2 separate regions of the Ovis aries genome follow, and region 2 is linked to region 1. Evidence: chromatin contacts called from public Hi-C data. All regions are on one chromosome and are shown on one strand. The core of a region is the stretch at or near the end of the contact, and the rest is flanking DNA. Distances in the headings are between cores, read along the strand shown.

What was found. A called contact is a pair of places that touch in the nucleus more often than the background predicts.
Region 2: a Hi-C map of muscle shows a contact between it and region 1, with 4 times the contacts expected there. The contact joins the enhancer-like site here to the promoter of ZHX2 in region 1. A contact is called at or near these places in 5 of 16 Hi-C or Micro-C datasets (hypothalamus, mixed tissues, muscle and 1 more).

What each region holds. Positions count from the first base shown.
Region 1 is chr9:29,982,751-29,985,416 of ARS-UI_Ramb_v3.0, forward strand. ZHX2 (zinc fingers and homeoboxes 2) reads right to left here and starts at 1,310. Exons shown (of 6, transcript XM_060393695.1): 1 at 751-1,310.
Region 2 is chr9:30,075,162-30,077,827 of ARS-UI_Ramb_v3.0, forward strand. No RefSeq gene overlaps it. Among named protein-coding and RNA genes, the nearest start is that of ZHX2, 92 kb to the left of the region's middle. Within about 2 kb of position 1,335, at least 1 of the 54 cell types and tissues checked has an H3K27ac peak or open chromatin away from gene starts, as enhancers often do. A contact at or near this core is called in muscle, where this site is marked.

The DNA of each region.
Region 1 (2,666 bases), core at 60-2,559:
GGCAGGTAGCTCGGCCGCCCGCCCGCCCGCCCGCGCCGCCGGCAGCCGCCAGGAGCGCGGAGCGGAGAGGCGAGCCTCAGCCCACGGCGTCATGCTTCCTGCCACCACGTTACGGCGAATCGTCACCGGGAGCGGGGAGACGCGGGGAGCGCGGAGGCGGGGGGGCGACGGCGGGGAGCACACACACGCAGCCCCCCGCCCGCCGAACCCCGCGGAGCCGGGGCCACGTCCCGGCCGAGTCCCCGCGGGACCGGCCCCGCTCGCACAAAGCGCCGCGCTCGGGCCAAGGAGGGAGGGAGCCGGCCCCGAAATAAATAAATAAAAACACAGTCGGGTCTACGTAACGCCCTGTCGAAAGCGGACGCCATATTTTTTTGTGGCTTATGTCGACATAGGGAAACGTAGACATGTTTTTTTCCTCCTCCTCCTCGCTCGGCCTCCCATTTATCCAAACTTGTAATCAGAACTCTTAAAAAAAAAAAATCCCCCCCACCTCTGGCTCCTCTGATCTCCTCCCACCCGCAAAAAAAAAAAAAAAAAAAAGCCTGCACACTACCTACCACCCCCCTCCCGCGCCCCCCTTTGCAATCACAAACCCGGCCAAGTCCCATTAACAACACATTTTTCGGGAGCGGCGGTGGCGGCGGTGGGAAAGTTGGGCTGGAGTGGCCGGTGCCCGGCGTGCGGGGCTCGGGGCCGGCGGCGCCGGGGCGGTGGGGGGGTGCTCCGCGCCGGGGCGAAGTTTCTTACCTGCGCCGGGGGCTGGGAGCGCGGGGACCCGGGCTGGGAACGCGGAGACGCGGCACAGGGGCGTTCCAAAATGGAACTCTGCTGGCTCCCCCCCCACCCACTCCCCACTCCCCACCGGGCGCCCGGCTCGGGCTCCGTGGGAAAGAGGGGGCCAAGCCAGCCTGCCAGCCAGCCAGCCAGACAGAAGCCCCCGTACGGAGAACAGTGGCCAAAATTTTTAAAAAGGGGGGGGAAGGAAAAAAAAAGGGGGGAAAAAATGTCTCGATCAGTGGGGAATCTACGCCAAAACCCACATGATCTGTAACGTCAGCATGCGTATTTGCATACGATACCACCACCCGAGCTGCCACCCGGGCTCGGGTTCCGCAGAAAGTTACAAAGTGAAATTCAGCTCCCTCCGGAGACGCCGGCGAAATGTCAATTTTCAGGCGGGAGCTAGAGGGGTGGGAGGGGGGAAAGCTAGCCCTCAAGGCGCTGGTTACTAGCCAAGGTTGGGGTGGGGGCCCCGTAAATTAAGTTAAAAGTCTGAGCCCAGTAACGGACTCGGTGGAATTTCTGCTAGGGGAGGAGGGGGAGGCGCGAGCGAGATCATTGAATATTAAGCAGGACCCGGCGAGGCGGCCGCGGCCGAACCCTCCCGGTGCAATACCCATTTTCTTTATTAAAAGTTCAAGGTGTCACAGATGAGCTCAGCAAACTGTTGATCCCGACCACGTGGAGTGGCGGACGGAGGGACTGCGGGGCGCGGCTGCTCCAGCGCGAGCCGGCGGCACCCGGGACCCCGCGTCCCTCCCGCAGCGCAAGGGTGGGGCCGCCGCGCGCCCCGGGGCGCGGCCTGCGCGTTCTCCCGCCTTTGGACTCAGGGAAATAATGACAACTTAAAAAAAAAAAATTTTTTTTTTTTAAGCGAGACACATTTAACTCCTGAAATAGGAACGAGAGCGCTTAGGGTAGGCAGGGTAAGAAAGAGCCCCTACTTATATAACGACTCGAAATTAGAGGACTTTTACCCAAGAGAGTCTGAGATTTTCGCTTGCGCCAGGTCTGAGGTTGGTTAAACATCCTCAAACTTTCCCCCTAAGCGTCAATAAACAAACAGACGCCCCGGGAGCTGACTTAAAAACTCTTGCCGGCCAGTGTTCTCTGGGATTCTCAGACTTCCAGAAATGCACACCCCCGCGGCGCTCATAGGCAAGTCCCTCGGAAGCGAGGCGGGTCACTTTCGAAATTGCGACTCCGGCGTTCCTGGCGGGAGGGCATCCCTAACTGTTGCCTCCCCCTGGATCTCCCTTTGGGCTCCTCAGAGCGAAGGCGAGTCGGGATGTCGCTGCTCTCCGCCTACGGCCTCCGCAACCGCGAACTTGCGTTTGGGGCGCAGCGCTGCTGCTACAGTGTCCAGCTAAGGAGCTCTAAGGGATTTGGGATTCAGGAGACGCTCTGGAATCTCACGGAGAACAACCTGTCTGCGCCTCCGGGTCCTGCCAGGATGAACCCTTTTCCCCTCCGTGGGCGTCTCGACGCGTCAGCATCTCCCAGGTGTGAGCTGAGCGCGAGCGCGCACGAGCCAAGAGGGGGAGAGAGGATGCTGTCTGGGGTTGACTTTTGATGTTCTGAGCGCCGCGAGGAGACAAAGAGAGCCTGGGGCTGGGAGGCCCTGCGGAGTCCCCGCCTGCCCTGAAGATTAGCAGGCTCGGAGCGTCGGGGTTTCCCGGCCAGCCTTTGCTCCAGGGAATTAGAACGAACTCTAGCGGCGGCTTGCGACTCGGCTCCGGGCGCGAGGGCAGCAACAGGTGGCCGGGTGCGGCGGAGTGGCTGCAGGCGAGGACCGGGACTGGGGTGCAAACGGCTGGCTCTGGGGCTGACCGTGTGGCCAAGGCACTGAGTGACCTTTCGGCATTTTCGTTTCCGAGGCTGAG
Region 2 (2,666 bases), core at 85-2,584, 92 kb after region 1:
TTGGGATGTTCCTAGCATGGGTTGGCTTTCCCTCAGGATGTCAGACCCAGTTCCACCTGGTGTTGCTCCTTCTGCCTCCTTCCAGCACTGCGGGCCTTGGAAAGCTGTGTGATTTCTTCGCAGAACACCACCCTGTTCACACCAGGTGGAATTTCTGGCCAGTTTTCAAGGCAAAGGAAAACTGGAGGGACTTCTCTGGTGGTCCAGTGGTTAAGACGCTGTGCTTCCAAAGCAGGCAGAGTGAGTTTGATCCCTGGTTGGGGAACTAAGATCCCATATGCCGCTCAGTACAGCCAACCCCTCTCTAAAACAAACAAATAAGCTGGAAGAGGGTCTAGAAAAGTGCTGTTTGCTAAAAAACACAGCTGACCCTTGAACAACAAGGGGGACTAGGGGCCTCAGTCCTTGAAGCAGTGGGAAATTTGAGTGTAATTTGTGATTGGCCCTCCAAATCCATGCTTCCTCTGTATCTGTGGTTCCACCTGTGCAGATTTTACCAGCCAAAGACTGTGTGTAACACTGCAGTATTTACTGTTTAAAAATAAGCATATAAATGACCTGTGCAATTCATCCTGTGTTGTTCAAGGGTCAACTCTTAGGTGAAAAAAGAAACAGGTAAAATTAACTTTAGTAATATAGTTTAACCCGAGATATCCTAAATAGCATTTTCACATGTGATCATATGAACCACTACAAATGTGACAGTTTTGTGTTCTTTTTGTTCTATGTGCTCAAAATCTGTTACCTACAGCGCATCTCATCTGGACTGTTAAATTTTCATTAAAAATACTTGATATGTATTTTGATTTTATAAAATTTACAGTTGAAAAAACATTCATCTGCCCACATTGTTCCAGGCATAAAGTTTTCCAATAACTGAATTGTTTTTAAATCTAGCTGAATTAAAATAAAGCATTCAACTACTCATCACACTAGTCATTTTTCAAGGGCTCTGTAGCCACACCCAGGCTTTGGAAGGCATTGAGGGAGCTTAGGGAATTGGTGACTGAGTCAGAGAAGAAAGCCCAAGGGCTCCAGGGGGTGGTGGCAGCTTCATTCATCATTTCTATGTGTCCAAATATGCATTTCATTTTTTCTCCTCAAGACATCGGGGGCTGAAGGCAGGTGGCAGTCATGATGGGAGACGTGCTTTCGGGTGCCAGCTCTCAATACAGTCTTCATTTTGCTACATTTTCAGCAGAGATGGAATTTGGACAGTGCTGCCACTGCTGTGGGACACAGAAGACTGAAACTCTGGGGAGAGTCTTTTAGCTCTATGAACCCTGGAGAATAGCCAGAGGCTGGGAAGGTCTCTGGAACTGATAGAGGGAGCAGCTGCTCCCCCTACTGGGAGTCAGAGGAACAGCAGTCCTGCCCGGGTGGAGTGAGGAGGGAGTTCCAGGGCTGAGTCAGCTGGGTTTTTTTCCAGATTCACCCTTTGTGCGCAGGAGGCAGTTCTAAGAGTCTGGTGGAGTGTGGTGGGCAGGGCCCAGGGAAAAGCTGCATCCTTTTTGGGTTTCCAAGTCTCAGAACACTGAGGCTCTTGACTTTGGAAGCATAGGAACATTATTAGTGCAGAAACAAATCTTAGAAAGGAGAGGGTAAGATTATTTAATAAAGCTCTGTAGTTTTCAAACTCAAAACAAAAATTGTTTGTTTCCCTCTAGACTTATCCACCAACTATTAATCCACAATCATGTGCAGAAAGACCTCATATGTGAAATATACTTTTTCAAAAATGATGTATCAAATCCCTTCAGTGGTCTCGTCTAAGATGTTTATAAGCTAAAGGTAGTAATGTAAGCGGGCTTCCCCAGTGGCTCAGCAATACAGAATTCACCTGCAGTACAGGAGATGCAGAAGACGCGGGTTTGATCCCTGGGTGGGGAAGATCCCCTCGAGGAGGGCATAACAACCCACTCCAGTGTTCTTGCCCGGAGAATCCCATGGACAGAGGAGCCTCATGGGCTACACCCTGTAGAATCAGATTGCAAAGAGTCAGATATGAGTGAAAAGATTTAGCATGTCTGCAATAATGTAAAAAAATAAAAATCTAATTGTACCAAAGGTTATACAATGGAAACCACAAGTCTAATCTTCTCTTGAGACTCTTTCTCAAATTCTCAAAGCACAGATTATAGTAGCTGCTCAGTGAATGTTAGTTTGCTACTGATGAATGTTGAAGATGGACCAGAAAACTAACAACGACAAAAGCAGAGCTGCTAAATCATGGACCAACTGGGCAGTGTGTGAGGGATGGGACCAGAGAGCCACAGATGGGGGTGCGGCATCCAGGTTCAGCAAGATTGGCTTTGAATTTGATAATTTAAAAAGCTTAATCCAGCCACTTCCCGAATGGCTCAGAGGTAAAGAATCTGCCTGCCAATGTGGGAGATGCAAGAGAGTCAGGTTCGATCCTTGGGTAGGGAAGATCCCCTGGAGGAGAAAATGGCAACCCACTCCGGTATTCTTGCTGGAGTATCCCAGGGACAAAGGAGTCTCGTGGGCTACAGTCCACGGGGTCACAAAGAATCGGACACGACTGAGCGACTGATCAGGCACACACAATCCAGATTCTTTACCAAACATTCAGAGAAGACATGCAGTTATTCTGGGAGGCTCTGGAAGCAGAGAGCCCAGGGGTGTGGAGCAGACAGGGACACTGA